Regions from separate parts of the Astyanax mexicanus genome. Here region 1 is linked to region 2. A link is a contact called in public Hi-C data. All regions are on one chromosome and are shown on one strand. Each heading gives the region's core, a stretch centred on a gene start, on an enhancer-like site or on the middle of the called end of the contact. The rest is flanking DNA. Distances are from core to core; before and after follow the strand shown. Region 1 has its middle 19 kb from the start of hnrnpa3. Region 2 has its middle 110 kb from the start of LOC103047329.

Region 1 (5,655 bases), core at 2,304-4,803, 91 kb after region 2:
TTTTACCAACCGCCTAGCAACTACTATAGCAACACCTTAGCAATCAATAGCTATAACATAGCAGCACCCTAGCAACATCCAATTACGATAGAATGCAACCAGAAACACCTTAGCAACCAACTGCTAAAGTATAGCAACACCTTTGCAAGCACATAACAATCAACAACACATTTACAACCATCTAAGAACACCATGGAAGCTAACACCAATACCATAGCAACTCCTTAGCAATTACGTAGCAATACCCTGGCAACACTTTACCAACCACTTAGAAACTACTATGGCAACACTCGAGCAACCACTTAGCAGCACCTTAGCAACCAACAGCTATACCATAGCAGCACCCTTGCAACATCCAATTACGATAGAATGCACCCAGCAAAACACCTTAGCAACAAACTGCTAAAATATCCTAGCAACTACTATAGCAACACTCTAGTAAAAACCCAGAAATAACTTAACTACCAACTACTAAAGTATTGCAGCCCCTTACCAACCAACTGCTAAAACATAGCAACACATTTGCAAGCATGTAACAATCATCAACTGTACCATAACAACACATTTACAACCACATAGGAACATCATATAAGCTACCACCAATAGCAAAAGCAATACCCTGGCAACACTTTACCTTACTTTAACTACCTAGCAACAATTTAGCAAAAACATAGCAACCACTTTAGCAACCAACAGCTATACCATAGCAGCACACTAGCAACATCCAATTATCATAGCTAGCAACCAGAAACACCTTAGCAAACAACTGCTAACATATAGCAACACCTTAGCAACCACTTAGCAATCAACAACTGTCTGTACCTTACTCAATCAACACTATTAGCAACCACCTTCCAACACCTTCCATACCATCTAGTAGCAATAACTTAACAACCGGCACCTATACTATAGCAACACCTTTGCCTAATCAACCACCTAGCAACACCTTAGCAACCAGCACCTGTATCACAATAATGCACAATAAAGTTGCAGTCACTATCGCAGTTTAATACACTCTCTAATTACACATCCTTTGATCTGATCTTCTCTGAGCTTTTACATCAGCCACTATAAAGCAGGGGTCATCACTGCTGATGCTGTCCAGCCCGTCTGGACTCTCTCAGCCTCACTCAGCCTGACACTGCTGGAACAGACCACCTCTGCACCCAGTTATACCCAGCAGTTACACAGTGTGCATTAGCAGCACAGCCTATTATACAGAAGCTACAGAATGAGCTTGAAAATAGGTGCAGGCAAACAAAGCCGTGCCAAAAAAGTAGAACAATGAGGATAATAAATGAGAAAGTTGCCCATTTGTTTTTATTGCCACAACAACACAGCATTTGCATAGCAATGAGATTCCCCGGTTTTATATTCATTGCTTTTCTTTAAATACGTCTCGCTTTTTTTTCTCCAGGTTTTCCTCTCTCTTTCTGTCTGTGAGGATTATGAGGATTTAAAACCCAAAAAGGAAAAACAGAAAAAGAAAAGTTGTGCAGCTTCCAGCCACATGTGTTGTGTGTGTTGCTGTATGTGTTGTGAATTAAGGGTGAATCAATTCAGATGCTAATGAGAGAGGCTCTAATTTATTAGCTGCTGAGGAATGCGTGTTACATTAATTTCAACTGTAAACAATTATTCCGGGCTGAGATTTATGGCCGCACGGAGCAGAGGCAACAGCGAAACAAAGCAGCTTTTATCACACGTTGAAAGCGTGCTACTTTTAGATAAGATTATGCTTTCAATTTTGAATAAGCCTCAGAGGTTTTTGAGTATTATATTGGAGTCCATCTATAACTGTCAGGCGCTGGCGTTCTATGGGCCTGCTCGGTTCGGTTTGTATTACCTCGTGTCTGTGATTGTAGCCTCAGTATTCATTGTAGACTTCTGCAGTATAATAAGGCTTTCATGAGTGAAAAATAGTTGCTTAATTTCATATGGAACGCACAGGCTCTATGAAAATAATGGAGATACTCTGTTTTATACTCCGCCCACCCTCAGAATAAGCTCCCCCTACCTCCACCCTCCCCTTTACAGTTGGGAAGGATTTAGGCCTTTTAGACTGGCTTGTGCCACCCTTATGAAAAAGGTGCCCTCTGTTGAATGAGTTATGAACTACAGCGTTCAACAAATTAAGCCATTTTTCTTATTTTACTTGCATAAACTTTAAAATAATGAAGATGTTAAGCACCATTGTTTAGATTTTTACTGTTGCACCATATTGTGTCTGTCATGCAGATATTTTGTATCTTATTTTTTGCGGTTTTCCACTTTTTTTTTTACTTTTTTTTTTACACTGTAGCCACATAGATTACACTGCACCAATAGAAATGCTTCAAAAATGACTTGACCGTTTTTTGTTTTTTTTTTGCATTTTGATTGATTGTACACACATTTTTGTATTATATTCTTAAATACAGCTAAAATAAACTAAAAACAAGATTTACAAAGATATGAAAAACATTCTTGATATGGACTAAAAGTATTGGGATGCCTGCTCATTCTTCAGAAATCAATGATGTTAACAAGAGTTTTGATGCCACTTAGCTTCTATTGAGCTCTATTGAGGTTGTCGGGTGTGGCATTGGGCATAATGCCAATGGGTTCATGTTTATCTGTCAACCAACATTCAGACATATAGTGTATAGTGTATGTATGTACCACTTACTGAATGATATTGGGTAGAAAAAATTAGTAGCAAATTTAAATGTAAATTATGATTTGTGGGCCATGGCTTTTCTTTTATTGTTTGGGCTCTGACCATTAGGTTTTTGGTGGTCAGTGTATGGTTTATGTCTGTTGTGTATTATCTTTAATTTTGGGTGAAAGCATTGCTGTATCATCCCATTCATGAAATAATTCTCATTTGGCTTTAATGAGAATCTCTGTAGCTTAAGGCCATTTAAACATTCTTTACATCCCACTCTCAGTGATGTCATAAAAGCCTGAACTGTGACGTGTTTTTCCTGCTTCAGCGCCACTCTAAAGTGCAGCCTTTTATAGGCTGAATGAGGCCAGGTGGCTTTGCTCTCATAAAGATGCTTTGCTGAAAAAGCGATTTGACTCTATGGCTATCTGTATGTGCTGTGTGGCAGTTGCACTGGGCCAGTGAGAGTTGGCTGCTTGCTAAAGTGAAGCTCGCTTAAGGCCTTAAAGCTGCCCTCGCTCTCAGCACAGCTCCAGCACAGAGGGGGCCCTCGAGCTGCAGCCTTCTCCGTGGCCTGCTAAAAGATGAATGCTTGTTATTGTTTGTGTGATGACAGTGTGTTTCAATCTGGTCCGGTGCGGCACAGGCCCAGGTAGAGCGGCAAAATGGCTGAGTCAGTTCCTCTCCCATCCATCCATCACGCTCTCTGGCCGCGGCCGGCAGGTGTAGTCCCACTCTCCCAGGAGAGGCAGGAAACACCTGCCCTGCTCCGCTCTCTCCTCTCTTCACGACTTCATCAGCACGCCGCGCCAGCAGCTCCGCGACACGCCGTCCCCAAAAAAACTGTCACAGCAGCACTTTCCTGCTCGTTTGTTGTGTGTGTGTGTAGGTGTAAGTGTAAGGGTGTTATGGGAGCCAGAGACTGGCTGGCTGGGCTGGCTGGCTGGGCTGGTGCAGGCCAGGATGGCCCAGGTGGAGGCTAAAGCAATGAAAAGACCTCACACACACGCTTAAGGCCCAGCTTTCTTGCACCGCCCCAAAATGCAGCACACAAGCACAAACCCTAATACCCTTGCTGGACGCATTAATCAAGCCTTTGGAGTTTAGCACATATGACCCCGCTCGTTTTTTAAAAAAGAGGATGATTTTACTAGACAATGAATTCCTAAATGAATAGCCAGGAAGGTAATTACATTTGAAAGTAGTGAAGCAGGGAGAGAGCGAAGGGAAAAAGAGTGTCTGCTTGTGTGTGTTTGTTCGTCTGTGTGTGTGTGCATGTGTGGGGCAGTCAGTCGATTGGCAGAAGGTGCAACACTACTGTAGCTCCCCGCAGACCTGCAGTAAATAATGTTTTATTATAGCATCGTATCGATGCCTCCCTTCACACACACATCAATACTGCAATAACATTTTCCACATGCCACCCTGGTTTCATCATCACTGCTTTATGGACTTTATGGACACTCTGAAGTCTCTTTCCCTCCCTTAAAAAACAAAAGTGTTTGTTTAAGCCATACCTTGTGTATGATTTTTAATTTATAAATTTTGTCAGTACAAAAAAAAATAATAATAAATAAAAAACAATTCCCTAAAACTGTGCAGAAGACAGGGTACTTGCTCCTGGGCTCCACCTACAGTCAGGAAGTTTAACCACTATGTGACACCAAAAAACACCAAAAAAAGGTGCAGAGTGCTGACCCCAGAGCAGCAATGTTAGAGCAGATACCCTTTCTTTAACATCACTATGATTTTTTTATTATTACAAATGATAAGGTCATAAAATAATTGGCATAAACATACAACCAGTTAGGGCAGTGGTTTTTAACCTATGGGCCATAGTGGTCCTGTGAGGTTCATTTCTTATTTTCTGTTTTGCAAAGTCAAGATATTATATTAATTATCTGCAAAATAAATAAAACTAGGTTAAGCGCATTGATTGGTCGGATGTAGTGCAGTCATGGATAAATAGTTTAAACAGGGTCTGTTACAGCAATTTAATTAATATCAATCAATTTGATGGGCTATTTTAGGTGTTGGGTCTTATTTGTTTTGATTTTAAATGGTCAATTCAATTTTCTTGTGGGCAGCAGATTTTGTGGTGGGTTAAGATATTAAAAGGAGTGTATTTGGAGTAACTCTTCCTCTAATGGTGGTTGGTGTGGTACAGTAGATAACACCACTGCCTGCCAGTAAGCTACCATGTGGTCTGGGTGACTATACTGTGCTACAAGAGTCCTTGGGAAAGACTCCTAACACTACATTGGCCCACCTTTGTAACAGGAATAACTGTGTAAGTCGCTCTGAATAAGAGTGTCAGATAAATGCTGTAAAAAAAAAATCTGCTGTGGGGATCTTTGCATTTAGTGACAAACGCATTAATGAGGTCTGGATGTTGAATGAACACCACCCAAAATGACTCAACTCAACCCAAAATGACTGGATAGAACGCCATCATTCCAGATAACACCCAGTTCCACTTCTTCACAGCTCAATACTGGGTTTCTAAACACTCTTCTAGCCTGTGCCTGGGAATGAGCAAGGTGTCAATAGATTATTTGTGACTAAATGCAATTGTTAAAAGGGGGCATCCACAAGTATTTGGACATATAGTGTAATTCCATCTTAATTTAAGAAATAAGCAATTTTATTCTCCTTTGCGTAGCAGGAAAGTCTTGTGTGTCTAGTGCTGCAATGTCTGTGCATATAACAACAATAAAAGCACTTTATTTTCTGATGAAGGATATTAGGTGCTGACAGTAGAGGAATAATAGTGCAGCAATGTGCTTTTCCATGCGTTTAGCTTAAAGCTGTTGGAGTTTATTGAATTTGCTTATGTGATGTTCTCTTTCAGACAGCTCGAACGCTCATAAAAGCTCACAATAATGGGCCAGGTGATTCATTTAGAGTCGGCATGGGAGGAAAATCGCTTACAGTAGCTGGCGCGCTGGCATGTAAATGCAGTAATAGGTTTCTCAGACATGGCAATCCAAAAGGCCCGTTTTGCATGT
Region 2 (5,563 bases), core at 1,284-3,783:
TCTCTTATATTAGTAAACCCACCTAAATATAGCCATAACTTTAAAACCACCTGTCTAATATTGTGTACTTCTTCCTCATGTTGCCAAAAGAGACACTGAGGCATAACCTCTCCAGCAATATGTGCTACAGTAGCTCTTCAGCAGCATCAGACCAGACATGCTAGCTATTGCTCCCCACATGCATTAATACGCACTGGATGCCCATGACCCTGTCACTGTCATTTCACCAGTTGTCGTACCTTGAACCACTGCATACCAGAAACACCCCACATGACCCGCTGTCGCTCATCGTTTTCTTCAAACGCATTAACTTCATGACCTGACTGCTCGCTTACTGCCTAATATATCCCACCCCCTGACAGGTGCCAATGTAATGAGGCATCATCAAGGTCCTTCACTTTACTTCTAAGTCAAATTATTACATTATTGGTTTGCTGCTAATTTTAATGTTTACACAGTAGTAGGTAAACATATATTTCATATTAGTGTAAATTAGAATTGTGAAAGATTCACTGAAATGAAAATGTATGCCAAAATCTAAATAAATACATAAATAAATAAATAAAACATCTACCTGAAGGCTTTTTTTTTTTTTGCAGGTTTCATGATTTTTGCCACATATATAAATAACTAGAAACAATGTGTTGTTGTCTTGTTTATTTTTTATTTAAGGAAAAAAACTATTAAAAACTTTAAATAAAAAATACTTTTTTAAAACATTTAAAACATGTTTAAAGTCTACTAGAAGACTATCAAAATACAATATTACTTAAAATAAATTAGTCATTGTTCAGTATACATTATTCTGTCTTTACACTAAATAAAATACAGAAAATTGCTTTTTACTGCCATTCCGTGCATCCCTAGTAATTAATAATTGATGTTATAAAGAAATGTAAGGGATTCAGTCAAAAGGGAAAAAGAAAAAGTACTTCAAACAGTACCTGAAATAGATTCCTTGAGTTGTAACAATAACGTAACACTTTTGTTACTATAACAAACCTTATTTATTAATTCATTATACTATGGGTTTACTTATAGCTTGTATATAAGGAACACAATTACCAGACAAATTATTTTACTTAAAACACAAACTTAAAGAACTATTTAAAGCACTATTTATATCTCTGTACTCTGTACTAACTAAAAGTGCACTTTTTGTTAAACATTTACAGTATAATTGAACATTAAGTTGATGTCATTCAGGTAATAACATATATAATAGTTTAAATGACAAAAAAGAACATAAACCTATCTCAGCTGTATTAGTTGTAAAGCTGGAGCTGGAGGCTAAGAGTAACATTTAGCAGTTCCATTTTCTTAAGCTAAATTCAAAATGCGAAAATTGGGTGTAAAATGTACATTTCTTTTCAATTTTCATTTTTTTTCAATAGTTCAATTATTTTTAGCCTTTGTTTTAAACAGAATTTCAAGAAAATTGTGAAAAAAAGTAAATTTTCTATTTTGGTATCTTGTAACACAAATCTGATGGTATAATGCAACTAACTTTTGTTACAATATAAAGAAATTAAAAAAATAATAAATAAAGAAAATGTTGATTGTAAGAGGCAAAGAAGGAAAACTAAATATTACAAATATTGGGAGGAAACTTATTTTTTCTACACTGCACTAAATGTAAAAAAAATAAATAAAATGTTTTTACATCCAATTCTACATTTTTTGCATTTAGCCTCAGATTTTTAGAAAATTAAACTGATAAACATTGCACTAACTGGAAAAACAGATCAATTTCTTCTTCACCAAAGTTAATGGGAAAAAAACATACAAATAATTAAGGTTTATACCCAATTTTCAATGTTGAAATTTAGCCTGAAACAGTAAAAAAAAAAAAAAAAAAAAATGATGAATGTTAAACTGACCCTGGAGTCTCAGCCTGGCTGTGCAGCACAGGAAGCCCCTGTTGTTCAGACTGGTGCTGTACTGGTAACTGGGTTTGAGAGCTCGTGCTGGGAGCAGAAGTCTCCCTCTGGTGGAGGGGAGAATAGTGCTCTGAAACAAACGTCTTGTACACATCATTATTATAGCTGCTGACTCTCCACAGGGAGTGTGTACAAATTGCTTTAAATTTATCGTGCATTAACTGCTGCGTTTAAAAAAAATGTGGAGTGTTTTTATTCTGTACAAATCAAGCTGTCTGCAAGTTTTTTTAGCTCATATTTTTCCCTCATAACCTGCCCTGAACATCACAGCCGCTCTGTTTATGGGATTTCTTCTCAATAATTAGCCACTGTTTCAATTTAACTGGAAAAAAAAGCACGCGGAGGAAATGTGAACATAATCTGGAGCCTCGTCTGCGGACGGTGTTGACTGTTCGCTCTAATTCAGTGGCTGCTGGACTATTTCCGACACATTTAAACAAAATGCACTCCATAAATCTGCAGGGCTGTGGTCAGCTCTCGGCAGCGGCGGTGTCTGGAGCAGAATGAGATGTTATATATGTACGGAGTGACTGTTAGAGGTGTATTTCTCCCGAGCAAATCGCAGCCGTTTCTCAGAGAGGAGCTGGCGTGCTTTGGCCGGGGCGGAGGAGAGGCGATGGGGGGCTGGCGCGATGCCCACGCAACGGCACTTTGATGGACACAGCGGCAGCAGTGAACATGACACATTTTACTGCATCTGAACACCGTGGACAGAACGGCAGCCACAGACCTGGAACAATCAGAGACAGCACTCAGCAGGCCTCACGCTTACTCACAATATGACACGTGTCATATGTGGAGGACCCCCTCACTGTTATGAGAAGAGCTTCAGGAATATTCACGATTTTAGGATTTGCCTCAACATTTTTTGAAGATAACCAAAAGAAAACGGACACTGCAAAAAAAAAATGCAATGAATATTCTTGATTTAAAATAAAATGTAATAAAAAGAGCCGTGCAATACTGGGTGGCATGGCCTAGCTATGTACCTCACCAACACAAAATAACATGACTAATATATAGTTACAAATATCTGCAACACAGAAAAATACATTATCCTTAATGAATACCATTTAAAATGAAAAATAAAAGAAAAAAAAATATTTTTTAATTATTCAAAATGTCTTTACTTGCCTTCTCCAAGCTATCTCTGTTAAGACTCCTGATCTCACAATATTTTTTATGTATCGTGATAACGATACGCGATATCTTGGCGATATGACAAAACACTGAATTAAAAAATTTGTTCAAGAATAACCAATTGCAACTAAATGAAAATGTAATTTTACTATTGCATATGATATGGTATGGCATGCCCCTAATTTAGATATTAAAAAAAAATCAAGAATTTTATCAGATTTATAACAGAAGTAAATGATCCAGATTGTCATGATACTAATAATGCACTCCATAAATCTCTATATATTCAAAATTAAAGTCAAATAAATTATACTGGACAGATATAACCTGTCTCTAGTACAGTGTGAATTTTTCTTTTGCTAAAACAGTAAAAACGTAGTACCGAGATGTGATAATTAGGCATGGGTGATTTTCCAATATTTCAGGGTATAATATTGTTCACAATTTGAAAAATGTTGGCGAAATTATTGCGTACGATACAGTTACATACGATACATTTCAGTTTGGTAAAATCAAAGAAACTCATAATTTTTAAGTGGTCTTTTATTTTTTTTCCAGAGCTGTATGTGTATCCAGTTTTGGATTGTGTTGAAATGTCAAATTATGTCAGAAGGATTATAATAGAGAGAGAGATTTTGTTATCAAATTTGTTTGATTATATATGTAAATTAGATCAATTTAGGGAGAAACAACAGTCAAAAAGAGAGGTTTTTGAGGATTATGTCCATCTTGGATTATATGTGTAGAAATCATTGATTTGTAACATTATGGTTAGATATAAAAAAAAAAAATAATAATTTATATTTTGATTGATATAAAATACAGGCAAATATTTTTGGATTGGATGATTAATGAGTTAGCTCTCCCACAGCAATATTTGTAAAAATAAATAAATAAATAAATAAATAAAAAATTCTGTACTAAATAGTTTAAATATCTGTATTATCTGTATATTATAATATACTGTACACTGTGTATCATGAATATGTTGTGTTATAATTACATTTTCCACACTGCTTAACCCTTCCGATTATCATCAATGTTTAGGTTAGTCTGGTCTTAGATTTGAATTTGAAAACAAGTAAACTGTCTCTATTTTATTCAAGTGCTAGTGCTGAGCATTTATATTCCAATTTGAATCAGTGTAAAAATACGTTTTCACTTGTGTTTTATTCTACTTTAAAATAATTATTGCAATGTAATTTTATTGTAATATAATTATTCCTGTGCATATTTGAATCCAGTAAACAATGCATCTTTTGCACTGTACTCTCAAAACCCGTTCAGTGCATGTTAAGACCTTGTAATTCTATAACAAAAAGAACGCTAAATGACTTTTTAATGTCATGATATTTCAAGCCAATTAGAGCATTGGTTAGAGATCAAAAAGCAAGAGGGATTGTTTTAGTCTTTATTTACATCTTCTGTAAATAACAGTGCGGGGAGCAGTCGACTGCAGCATTTCCCCCCAGACACCCACAAGACTGACTTTCTTCCTGAAACATCTCCCACACACACACACACAGACATAATCAGCTCAACTGGACTCAGATCCAGTCCTGCTGGGACGATAAAGCCAACCTCTAGACAATTAGACTTCCTGCTTGTTTGTGTTTGTTTGAAATGACTCTGTGTGCAGAGTGTGTGGTGGAATAAAGCTGTAAACAGGAGATAAAACCAGTGGAGTTGGAACTAAACCACTCCGGGCATTCATGCAGTAAACATACCATACTGAGAGTTGTGTTAATGTTTCCTACAGCTCTGCACAACAGGATATAACCTAAACACAGAGCTTCAACAATCTAAGAAAACACCTAGTCACCCCAGGACAACAATATTTTATCATAATACTTACAGGCATTTTCATTATGCACAAAATGTATCACAACATTACTACATTAAAACAAACATACTGTGAACCTCAAAATCATGTCCTCTCTTCCTTCGACAGACCAACCAAGGATAAACCAACCTTTAGATAAACCAACCTCACAAGCAAATGATCTAGAATCAACTCAAACAATATGGTGTTGTTGATACTGGAGAGCAGCACGTCACCTCCAGAGTCCAGACCTGTTTGTTAAGGTAATATATAATAGATAAAATATAATGTACAAGGCTTTGTGAACCAAGCCAAATGACCATGGCTCTACTTGTGATGCTTTGTGCAGTAGGGAAGCTCAAAATTTGCACGAAACACAGCAAAAGCCAGGCAGAAAAACAGGAATCCACGTTAGGACTAACCTTATACATAACTATAAGAATAATTACACTGTGATAGTTCACAGTTACAGTGCCACGAACAATCATCGCAGAGCTTTTAACCCCACAAGTCTCAGTAATAGGTAAATTAGTATGTTAAATTATGGTCAAAGTCAAAGTCATTCTTGCAATTTTGTATGCCAAATAGCTATTTAAAATGCTAAATAAATACATTATTTGGAACCTCTGAAAACTGCCATCAGCACAGTGATTTTTACTCC

What was found. A called contact is a pair of places that touch in the nucleus more often than the background predicts.
Region 1: a contact with region 2 is called in a Hi-C map of muscle, with 17 times the contacts expected there. The contact joins two enhancer-like sites. A contact is called at or near these places in 2 of 3 Hi-C or Micro-C datasets (both in muscle).

What each region holds. Positions count from the first base shown.
Region 1 is chr11:32,160,553-32,166,207 of AstMex3_surface, forward strand. No RefSeq gene overlaps it. Among protein-coding and RNA genes, the nearest start is that of hnrnpa3, 19 kb to the right of the region's middle. Within about 2 kb of position 3,554, the one cell type or tissue checked has an H3K27ac peak away from gene starts, as active enhancers do.
Region 2 is chr11:32,070,803-32,076,365 of AstMex3_surface, forward strand. No RefSeq gene overlaps it. Among protein-coding and RNA genes, the nearest start is that of LOC103047329, 110 kb to the left of the region's middle. Within about 2 kb of position 2,534, the one cell type or tissue checked has an H3K27ac peak away from gene starts, as active enhancers do.